Linked DNA regions of Mus musculus: region 1 is linked to region 2. The links are chromatin contacts, called in public Hi-C maps. All regions are on one chromosome and are shown on one strand. Each heading gives the region's core, a stretch centred on a gene start, on an enhancer-like site or on the middle of the called end of the contact. The rest is flanking DNA. Distances are from core to core; before and after follow the strand shown.

Evidence for each region. A called contact is a pair of places that touch in the nucleus more often than the background predicts.
Region 1: a Hi-C map of the G1E-ER4 cell line shows a contact between it and region 2, with 2.2 times the contacts expected there. The contact joins the enhancer-like site here to the promoter of Gins1 in region 2. A contact is called at or near these places in 5 of 39 promoter capture datasets (the 3T3-L1 cell line, 3T3-L1-derived adipocytes, the HPC-7 cell line and 2 more), 16 of 484 Hi-C or Micro-C datasets (the C10 cell line, the G1E-ER4 cell line, the HPC-7 cell line and 11 more), 1 of 115 datasets of contacts at active chromatin or transcription factors (embryonic stem cells) and 3 of 9 other capture datasets (adipose tissue, liver and pancreatic islet).

The regions. Positions count from the first base shown.
Region 1 is chr2:150,978,154-150,984,259 of GRCm38.p6, forward strand. It overlaps Ninl (ninein-like), which reads right to left. Exons shown (of 24, transcript NM_207204.2): 2 at 1,845-2,038; 3 at 1,280-1,376. The coding sequence starts at 2,027. Among named protein-coding and RNA genes, the nearest start is that of Ninl, 28 kb to the right of the region's middle. Within about 2 kb of position 3,403, at least 17 of the 459 cell types and tissues checked have an H3K27ac peak or open chromatin away from gene starts, as enhancers often do. A contact at or near this core is called in the G1E-ER4 cell line and bone marrow-derived macrophages, where this site is marked.
Region 2 is chr2:150,906,588-150,912,427 of GRCm38.p6, forward strand. Gins1 (GINS complex subunit 1 (Psf1 homolog)) reads left to right here and starts at 3,007. Exons shown (of 7, transcript NM_027014.1): 1 at 3,007-3,206. The coding sequence starts at 3,132.

The sequences.
Region 1 (6,106 bases), core at 2,153-4,652, 72 kb after region 2:
AACCCTAATAATTTTATGGGCTTCCCCACTGAGCTCAGGTAAAATCATGTGTTTGACCTGCTGTTAGCGCTCACACTGTTGTTCACATCTTGTCCCTAGAGTCACACAACAGAGATGGCAGAGGTTGGTCTCTCTCCAATGGCATTAGGGGCAATTTTTCAGGAAAGGCATGGGCCACTTAGGTGAGAAAAGCTTTTCTAATTCTAAAGAAAAGAAAATGAATTGGTTTCTAATTCTAAAGAAAAGAAAATGAATTGGTAGTGACCCTCTTCACATCTTTGCAGAGAAAGGTATGAGACAAATACCTGTGCAAGTGGTGTGGGGCTATCATCTTTGTGCAAGTGGTCTGGGCACTAACTTTGTCCTGCGCCCAGGGCTTCTGCAATGAGAGAGGAGGTGTGGAAGGGGCTGACCATGTCATCCAGAGCAAGATGCACAGTGTTCTGACACTGTGTGCATGGGGCTCAGGAACTGGGACACAGGGACTCAACTCCTAGCCAGCACATACTATGGAACAGGGTAAATCTCTCCTCAGGTCAACTGTGGGTAAGACAGTACTGTGGAATTTCTAAGAAGGTAGATAGAACCTACATAAAATATACATGAAGTTCAAAGCCTCACACTTAGAAGACACTTGGTATGAGCCATTCCTCCTGCCTGTCACTCATCTCCATGCCTTTGGTCCGACTAGGATCCTTCACCCTGCTATCTGGTCATACAGGAGGCCAGGGCAAGTAGCTGTTTCCAGTAAACCCTGAAATCATCACTGTCTACCTCACACAGTCCTCATGGCCATAGGCAGACCAGCCTCCAGCTGTCTCACACCTGGTCCATTATTTTGTACCCACAATCCTTGGGCTGGTGGCTTCCTGTCATGTGTCGGTTGGACTTATCATCATGTTCCTGCCTCACAGCCATTTCCACAGTGGGATTCCTGTTAGCACTGTTCGAACACTGCAACACCAGTGGCTGTGAGAGCAGATTAGTGTCCAGAGCAGAAGGCCAGCCTGCTTGCTTGGTACACCTAAGACCCTGAGGCTCCAACTCTTGCTGCTCCACACCCCCCAGTGCCTTGTCAGTGGCCCCCTACCTGTAATGCAGGTTACAATCTGATGACAGTCACAGAAGAGGAAATCCCAGATATTCTGCCCAAGTCTGCACTTGATGGTTTGTGGGTGACAGAAAAGGAGGCTAGAATTTGGAACAGTTAAGCTACACTTTGAATGGTCACAGATGACTAAAGTAAAGAAACTGAGGAGCTTACAGGAAATCCTCTTACCTGACTCGGAAGAACTACCTTCCTCATCGGAGGGCTCTACGCCAGAACCTGATGACAGCACAGCCACAAAGCCTTCCTTAAATTCCTCAAAGTTAACCTGCCGGAGTTTCAGTAAGGAGAAGACACTGTTACTTCCCATAGATTCACATTTAATTTCATGAACCAAAAGTCCCCTTGGAGTCTTCTTTTCCTCAAAAGACCTCTGATTATTGCCTAAGGGTGTTCATTTCACGTTTCCAATCATGTACTGGAAGAATCTATCACAGAAGGTAAATGTGAACCACCATATTACCACCAAATAAACCATTTTATCACACCTAACCAAACCAAACCAAACCACACAACTAAGAGAACAACAGCAGCTAGGCATAGCGGGCCACATCCACACGGCTGGGTGTGGCTGCTTATGCTCCCTGGCGTTCTTCTTTCAATCTCTAGAATAACACGGTTTATTGCTGGAGACTTCTCCTCCCCAAGTGCCTTTCTTTGGGTGCTGTGGACCAAATGCCCACACCGGTGGGTGGCACAGCTCTGCAGTGTCCCTCGGCAGGAGTCCACCACTCACCCTGGCCAAGCGGTCATCTCCGAGAAGAATGTGAAGGAGTGCCGGCAGCTGCTCCTCCAGGCCAAGCTTAGTACATAGCTGGGTCAGCTCTTCCTGATCCAGGAACCCGGTCCCTGTGGTGTCACAGCTGCTGTAGACATCCCTGAGCCGTGACACATAGTGGTTCTCTTCTTCGTTGTCCATCCCATAGCAGGCTGGTCACGAAGGAGAAAAGCGAAGTAGCAGGTTAGCTAGGTTTCTTAGCCCCATTTCCCTCAGGCCTACACACTGAACAACAGCAGATCACAGAGCTAGCACTGGAAAGACGTACTAGGAGCCCCTGTGGGGTCGAAGGCAGCTACAGGAATCAGCTTCTCTTTGCAGGGACCCAAGGCATCCGTCAGTCAGCAGTGTGTGTGTGTGTGTGTGTGTGTGTGTGTGTGTGTGTGTGTGTGTGTGTTTTAAAGCTACAGAGTAACCAGAAAACAGATGAAACCCAGCATGTGCCTCCATGCCAGCTCCATATGAGGCTAAGGCAGAGGACTTCTTGGGCCCCAGAGTCTGAAGTCAGTCTGAGCAACACAACAGTGTTCTACCTTCAAAACTAGAAATAAGAAAGGGAGAAAGGAGTGAAAGAGAGAGGAAAAAAGGAGGGAGGGGAGGAGGAGAGGAGTGGAGCAGAAAACAGATAAACAGAAAAAGCACGAACTATGCACAATTCCTATCTTTAAAAAAACAAAACAAACAAACAAACAAACAAACAAAACTGTTGCTGGGCGTAGTGGCGCATGCCTTTAATCCCAGCACTTGGGAGGCAGAGGCAGGCGGATTTCTAAGTTTGAGGCCAGCCTGGTCTACAAAGTGAGTTCCTGGACAGCCAGGGATACACAGAGAAACCATGTCTCGGGAAAAGCAAAAAACAAACAAACAAACAAAAAACCCTGAAACCTTATAAATACAAGGTCTCTCCCTTATACATAAAAATATCTACTTAAAAAACTAAATTGTTGGGGCAGAAGACATATCCAGGGTGCCCCCATCATGCTGGACAAATACATGATGGAGAGGTGGGAAAGACAAGGGAGCAGAATGGTAGGTGCACAGGCCAGACCAGGCTACACATGAGACTGTGTCTATAAGCAAATACATAAATTAGTTCATAATGTAAGGATACCCAGGGTTCACTTAAAATTTGCTCATTCCCTTCCCAATCATCTATTAACTAGCTAATCAATAATATGAACAGGCAGTGGTGGCACACGCCTTTAATCCCAGCCCTTTGGAGGCAGAGATAGGCAGATTTCTGAGTTTGAGGCCAGTCTGGTCTACAGAGTGAGTTCCAGGACAGCCAGGGCTACACAGAGAAACCCTGTCTTGAAAAAACCAACCAAACCAAACCAAACCAAACAAACCAAAACAACAACAACAACAACAACAACAACAACAACAACAAAAAGAATTGTGAAGAGGTTAAAACAGGAAATTAGTCAGTTTCTTGACTCCTAAAATATACACTGGGTAGATATGAGCTCTGTTCAGCATTTGTCTATTAGAGACCTAGGGAAAGCAGAAGTCAGTCTATACCCAGAAATAGTTGTCAACTTTTGACATTAGAAAACTTCAGAATGCCATGCAGTGATACTGCTGGATCTTTCTGTAATCACGAGACCCTGCTCCTCCCTCACCACAGATTTAGGCGAAGGCTGTGAAGACAAGACATAAAGCAGCACCCGACCCTGGGCATGAAAATCTGCAGTGTTTATCTGCGGATAAAGAGGGTGGAAGTTGAACTCCTGGCACCCACACACACAGCCCCTAACTGTCAGCTCCTAGCTGTCAGGAGATCTAATGCGTGTGGCCTACACAGATAACTTCGCTCACATCACTACACTGATACCTTTCCCACTCACACACTGACCAATAAACACAATTAAAATTAATCGAAAAGTTTGTAAAAATCTATATTTGGGTTATAAAATAATATTTAGGTATCTTTAAAGATATTAGTGCTGTAATAAAATAGTCATCCATACAATAGGACATTATTTTTTAATCTACAGCAAAAACATTCTTTTTTAAAAATTTATTTATTTTTATTTTATGTACATTGGTGTTTTGTCAGGTCCCCTGGAAGTGGAAAAGTAGACAGTGTTCTTAACCATTGAGCCATCTCTCCAGCTCCACAAAAAAGCATTCTTAAGGATGGATGTGCTATTTTTAGGATCATTTTATAACTGGTAGTATAAATACACACACACACACACACACACACACACACACACACACATATATACTTCTGCTTTTTATGTTAACAATATTTGGCTATCTAGGAAACTGTCTTTAAACAGGTACTTTATATATCTGTATTAGTCTTTTAAAGGACAACTTTATAAGCACTATTTTAAAGTGCTTTTTAGAAGATGTAATGGCCTGTGTATCTGTGGCTTTCAGAATTATGTGTCTATACATTATACATGAAACCACAGTTTGCACATTTAAAAGCATTTAAGTAAATACATGCAAAGTGATCCATGAATGCTGTTTTTAGCATATTCTGATGTAAAACCTGCTCTTTAGACATGCACACATATATACATACTACATACATTTCTTTGAGACAGGGCCCTTTAGGTATTCCTGGCTAGACAGGAATTTGATTTAGACTAGGCTGGCCCTAAACTCTGATCTACCTGCTTCTGCCTCCCTACTACCAGGGTTAATACACATTTCCCATCTATTGACTGATTTTGCTTTTTAAAACCCTGGCCTTTAATCTATTTGCCTCAACTGAATCAGCATTTAGTTATTATATATGTAAGATATACTGTCACATGATCTCTTTGCAAGTACTGATACTTGCAGGGAAACATGGGGTTGGCCTGGTTTAGCTCCCTTCCAGAGGCATGTGTCATAGGTTTTTCAGGTTAGAGTTCATGGCTCCTAGGGCACTGTGTGCCTTTCAGTTCCTGACAAACTGATGTACTCCCTCAGGCAGTGGAGTGTTTAGGTCTCCCTGTAAATCTGTGTTCCTGCTAAGTCAACAAAGTTTACAGAAGCATGACAGGGCAATTGGTCTTAGACATTACTCTTATGTACCCGATATAGCTTGTAAGTGTCACTGTGTCCCTGCAACTATCGTTGTACTGATCTTGGGAACAGTGGTTATATTCTGTTTCTGATAGGGGTATAAAAAGTCTGATTGCTTGGCACAAACTCGTCTCAGCCTCAGTCTGGTTGAGACCCCTAGTCCTGGCCAGGTTAAGACTCATTTCTCATCAGCTCTGTATCAAGTAATGGTGGCCCTGTAAGTAAGCCCAGGTGCTTATGGGTAATCTTACTGTGAGAGGCCTAAATTCTTACATTTATCAATGCTGTAGTTATATTACCCTAAAGATCTCATATTTTACTTCAAGGGCAGAAGTTGACTAGACTTCTGTGAACCTCTCCTGTGCAATAATGATGCTGACTGTAGCTGGCTCTTTTGTATGTGTGATTAGCACTCTAAAATTCAATGCTCATACACACAAAAAAATGCTCCCTAAAATGGCATTCTCTAAAACACAATTGTTAACGATGCTAACTATTTTGGTGTATATGCTTGTATAATTCTGTTTTATGGCTATTCTCCTTAGCAGAAATAATTAGATAGGCTATGATACATGACATCCCGAACTATGCCTCCTTGTAATAGGCAAATCTATAAACGAGTACTTAATTTTCAAATTAGCGTGACAATTGATGCTTTCTGTAAAGCTTTATAAGTACTGTCTGCCGACATTCTGCAAAAGCATTTGTTCTCAACAGTTCCATCTCTGTTGAGCCTCATGATGTCTGATAACATTCCAGAGAAGCACAAAGGGACCCAACTTCACCCAGATCACAAACAATATGGGATCCATGTTTGCTTGATCCAAGAGCCACTCTATACATCTGAGCTGCTTAAAGTTGGCTGTAAAGGTCACTAACACGAAGTCTTTAATGTCCGTCAAGTGCCCTATTACACTGAAGTGCTAGCTCCACGCCTATCCCCACAGCTGCTGACATTACAGTCACAAGTGTATGCACTATATCCAGTAGCAAGGACTAATAACGTGGATGCAGTAGAGTCTTAGGTCACTTAGAAAACAAAAATAATACACACTTGTACAGAGGCAGAAAGGCCAAATATAAAGACAAAATTACAAATGAAGCCGGGCGGTGGTGGCGCACGCCTTTAATCCCAGCACTTGGGAGGCAGAGGCAGGTGGATTTCTAAGTTTGAGGCCAGCCTGGTCTACAAAGTG
Region 2 (5,840 bases), core at 1,757-4,256:
TTAAAGGTCTAAGAGGCCTCTTGCCTTCACTTTTGTTTTGCTTCCTTCTGTCTAACATCTGCCACAGAACTGAATCTGTCACTAAAAACCCTTTGGTTGGTTCCCACCTCTCTCAAAACTGGAAGCTTGTATCCAAAAGGCTCTACAATAGCCTACCTGACAGAGCTCCAGCCCCACTTCTCAGGATCAAACTTCTCCCAGGATCACTGCCTCTCTCATGGTCCTTCACAAAGCTACACAGCCCCTCCCCAAGACCTTTACACTTTGATTCTTGTTGAAAAACCCTGCCTTCCTAAAGCCTACTATCTACAGAGTTACACCCCTGCCCTATGAGAGTTATGTTTGCCGAACACTTACTCAGAACTCTCAGACCTTCTCATTTTTGCTGCGTTCACCTTTCTGGGTTTATCCTGGCTAGTGCGTAGCACCAAAATACTTGACATTGATACATCTTTATCTGTATTGATGTTTTCCACACTGCAAGATAGACTCCAAGAAAGGACCTTGTTTACTGCATTATCTTCAGTATCCGGACCAATGCTTGGCTCATAGTACACACTTCATAAATATTTGCTGAAGGAAAGATAGAATCATCAAGGCTGCGCATGGGTATTCTACTGTTCCCATTTTAAAAGTAAAGAAGTCTAAAGGTCAATAAAAGACTCACCTCCTAGCTGAAATTGAAACTAGACATGGATGAAACTACTGGTTTGTGAATCATAATCCTATAGCAGTATTTTGAGAGTTTAATAGACACTATAGTACCTAAGTATCCCTAATTGACATAAAAAGAAAATCCCTATTTATTTAGCTATCTACCTACTTACCTATCTGTTGCTTTCTGAGACAGGGTCTCATACTCTAGCCCAGGTTGGCCTGGAACTCTCTGGAATACTCTTGCTTCAGCACCTGGAGTGATAGCATTACAGACATGAGGCACAACAAACACCTCAACAAGTGGTTTCTTTTTAAAGTGGGGGCATTGTCCTGTTTGCAGCCTTAACAGATCACGCCACACTCCAAGCAGCCTCCCTTCCTCCAGGAACAGCTACAGGAATATGACAGACCAGTGCTTTGACTCTGAAGTCACAAAATCTTGCCTTCCCCAGCTGACCCAGAAATAGAGGCAAACTGACTTTAAGCAGCTAGCATGTAGCATGAGGTACTTTCCATGCCTACTACCTTGTGGCTTTGGACCACCTCCTCCCTCTGCAACTTTTTTTCTAGGATCTCTGCTTAGTTTGGTGGAACCGAAGTACCCCTCTTCAGAGCCCTACCATACTGTATGTGAATTGATAAGTAGCAAAGCTCTCACTTGAAGAACAGTTTGTCTCAGGACCTCTCTCTGAAACACCTCTCTCAACATTGTCCAGTTACTCTAACAGTCTTGTTAGCTACATTTGCAAAAGAACAAGACAAAAATCTATTATTGTTTTATAGACGTTAACACTTTTTTCAAAAATCAGCTAAATAGTAAGGCAATGTGGCACACACCTTTCATTCCAGCACCCAGGAGACAGAGGCAGGTGGATTTCTATGACTCTGAGGTCAGCCTGGTCAACACAGTAAGACCCAATTTCAAAGGGGGTGGGTGTGGGTGTGAATGAAACAAGTAGGTTTTATGGTATGGTTTTATCTTGGGTTGTGAAGGTTAGAGAATTTTTGTCTACTTGACACAAACGTAATTATATCTGGGAAGAGGGAATCTTGAGGAACTGCCTTCATCAGAATCGCTTGGCCACTCTGTAGGAGTATTCTTAATTAATAATTGACTTGGGACAGCCCAGACCACTAAGGGGAGTGTCACCCCAAGGCCTGGGAAGCCATGGGAAGCCAGTAAGCAGCCTTCTTCCAGGATCTCTGAGTTCCTGCCCTGAATACCCTTTATGGCATGGAACTACAACTGCAAGCTGAAATTAGCCCTTTCCTTTTTAGTTTATCTTTGGTCATGGTGTCTTATCACAGAAACAGAAGGCAAATCAAGAGTATTTTTACTGTTTTTTGTTTGTTTGTTTTTAAGATGGGCTCCTTTAGAACTCCTGAACTGAATTGAAGTAATCTTTCTCTGTCACAAAAGTTCTGGGATTGCAGGCATTCCACCATCAGTTCAGAACCAATTTTAAAACTGCTGTTATCTGCGACATTTTCCAGTTTGTGAATATTTTTAACTGTTTTAAAATCAAAAAGTGCCAGAGCAGAAAGTGCGAAGCATAGAGATCCCATTCTAGTCAGTTTATGAGCCATGTGACCTGCAGAGAGTTAACTGTTTTCGTTTACCAGTTCTGCATACTAGTAATCTCTTAAGGAAAGTTGTGAGAATTAACTGAAATATATGTCATAGTTCCTACCATACTAAAAGTACCCAATAAAAGACGGTTTCTCAGGCTGGGGAGATGGCTCAGCCGGTAAGAGCACTGACTGCTCTTTCAAAGGTCCTGAGTTCAAATCCCAGCAACCACATGGTGGCTCACAACCATCTGTAATGAGATCGGACGCCCTCTTCTGGTGTGTCTGAAGTCAGCTACAGTATACTTACATATAATAATAAATAAATTACAAAAAAAAGACACCCCTCCAATCCCCAAGTCCCTGTTTAAAAAAAAAAAAAAAGGTTTCTCTTTAATGTTAAACAACCGGCACTGCAAAACTCAAACACTGCATCATAACCAGTACTTTCTCGACTTTTCTTCAACCTAAAGGTGCCTCTTGCAATCTAAAGATAATAAATTCAAATGGAAAAAATAAAAAGGAGGAGAAGAATGTGCACTTTACTTTGCTGGACAATCGAAAACAGCCCTTTGTTTCAGCCCACAATCTTAGACGCAATTTACTTTCTGGCTTTGCCAGGGAGGAAACCATTCTCTTTAACCCCAATTTTCCTGAAGCTCAGTGAGGTTGCTCAATAAAATTAAATGTCCCTTCTCGGCCACCGTAGCTCAGTTCTCTCCCACCCACCATCCCCACCCCGCACCAGTGCACTTCTATTGGTTGAGCCTATTTGGCGCCAAAGCGAGGAGCTGGTTGCTGGTGTTGTGCGACTCTGAACAATAGAAGTGCCGCGGCCTGGGAACTAGCGACCGTTTGGGGTGACTTGGCAGTTGACGGGACCACGGGACCCGGGCGCGTCCGTCATGTTCTGCGAAAAAGCTATGGAGCTTGTCCGCGAGTTACACCGCGCGCCGGAAGGGCAGCTGCCGGCCTTTAATGTGAGGAGCGGCGGCCGGGAAGGGGCGTGTCGAGGGCCAGGCCTGGGGGCCTAGGGCGGGGCCTCATGCCTTGGGGCGGAGCCTATGCCTGCTGTTGCTTGCTGGAGGTTTTTTTTTTTTTGTTGGTTGCTGGGCTAACTTTATCTCTTTGCTAGATTCCGAGATCGGAAACAAGTTTGAAACGGGGCCAAATCGTAGGAAGAAAAAGACTCATACTTAGGTTACCTGTTGATTTGGTGACTTGCCCCATCTGAGCGTTTCTTGTTTTCGTTTTTTGAGATAAGTCCTCATGTAGTCCAAGCTGGCCTGGAACTCTATTTAAAAAACAAAACAAAACAAAAGAAATTATGAGTATGTGTCTCACTTGCATGAAGGTGCTTCATGGAAGCCAGAAGAGGGTGTGGGTTATAGGTGGGTTGTGGGTGCCAGAGCCATCCCTCCAGATCCACATGCATTTTTATAGCCAGCTTCTTGATGAGCCAGTAGCATCTTAATATAACCCCAGTAGTTCTGGGGATTGCTATGAAGCTGTGTCCCAGCTTCAGCCTTTGTAAACCATAGATTTGCTTTTCTTGTTTGTAGATTTTGCCTCTCCCCCCCATCGCCCCCCCCCCCCCCCCCCCCGCGCCCCATGTATCTGGGTTCATTCGGCTGGCTAGGAGCTGACACGTCATGGAACAGGGCCATGTGGAATCATGTAGAATGCAGTCTTTATTTCTGGCCTCTTTTGCTCAGTATAATGTATTTGAGACTATTCTAATATTCAGTAGTTCAGTAGTTTTATAATGCTTGTTTTTTAAGGATTTATTTTTAAATTTTGTGTGTATGAATGTTCTGCGTGCATGTATATATGTGGCAGCGTGCATGCCTGGTGTCCACAGAGGTCAGAAGAGATCAGTGAATTCTCCTGGAACTGACGGTTATAGACAGTTATGAATCACCATATGGGTGCTAGATGTGTCGAACCTGGGTCCGGTTAAAGGAGCAACCAGTGCCCTTAATCACTGAGCCATCTCTCCAGCCCCTATTGCACTTTTCTTTCTTTCTTTCTTTCTTTCTTTCTTTCTTTCTTTCTTAATCACTGAGCCATCTCTCCAGCCCCTATTGCACTTTTCTTTCTTTCTTTCTTTCTTTCTTTCTTTCTTTCTTTCTTCCTTCCTTCCTTCCTTCCTTCCTTTCTTTCTTTCTTTCTTTCTTTCTTTCTTTCTTTCTAGACTTATTTATTTATTTTACATATGTGACTACACTGATGCTGTCTTCAGACATACAGAAGAAGGCATCAGATTCCATTACAGATGGTTGTGAGCCACCATGTGGTTCCTGGGAATTGAGCTCAGGACCTCTAGAAGAGCAGACAGTGCTCTTAATCTCTGAGCCAATCCCTCCAGCCCCTATTGCACTTTTCCAATGGCTATTTGTTTTATCTTTTAAAAATACACATACAAATATAAACTTGACCGTTTTAACTTAGTGTATGTGCAGTACTAATTACATCCACATTGTTTTCAAACCTTCCTCACTCTTTCCAAACCCATTTCATTACTCCAGCAGAAACTTTGTCACTGTTGAGTAGCACTGCCCAGTCCCCCTTTTCTCACAGGTCCTGATCATCACTTTTCTGTTATATTTATTTACTTATGTGGGTTGTGACATACCATAGCACAGGTGTAGAGGTTAGGGGACAAGAGAGTTGTCCTTCTACTGTGTGAGTTACAGGAGGTCAGCACTCTAGGAAGTAAGTGCCCTTACATGGCGAGCCATCTCACCTGCTCTTATTTTTTAAACGACAGTTTTCATTAAGTTGTCAAAGCTGGCCTCAACCTGAGATATTCCTTCCATTTGCTGGCATTGATTCTAGGCCTGTGCTGCTGTGTCTGGCTACATTGCTTTTCTATGTATGAATTTGCCTTGCCTGGTATTTCAAGTAAGGAGACTCAAACTATAGTCCTTTTGTGTCTGGTGCCTCTGGTTTAATGTGGAGTTTTCAGGATCTATCTATGTTTATCATGTGTCAGTACTCATTCCTTCTCATAGCTGAATTACATTCCATTGGGTGATATACCACATTTGGCTTATCTCTCCATCTGTTGTTGGTCCTTTGAATTATTTTTGCTTTTTGACTATTTTGAATAATTCTGCCCAGTCAGCGTATGCCTATAATTCCAGGATTTGGGGTGCTGAGGCAGGAAATGTAATGTGAGTTTTAGGTCAGCCTGGGTCACATAGTACTAGTAAGACCCTGTCTCAAGAAAACAAATAACAGGGCTGGAGAGATGGCTCAGTGGTTAAGAGCACCGACTGCTTTTCCTAAGGTCCTGAGTTCAAATCCCAGCAACCACATGGTGGCTCACAACCATCCGTAATGAGATCTGACGCCCTCTTCTGGTGCATCTGAAGACAGCTACAGTGTGCTTAGATATAATAATAAATAAATCTTAAAAAAAGAAAACAAATTATGAAACCCTAAAGATAAAAAAAATTCAAACACAACACAATTGTTTGTAAGTTTTTGTGTGAGTTGGCGATTTAGCTCAGCACTAGTGGTGGGAATAACAAAGCAAAAAGAAAGAAAACCCGGGCTTGTGTATAATAACCTAGGAGTGGAGTTGCTGGGTCATATGGTAGTTCTGTTTA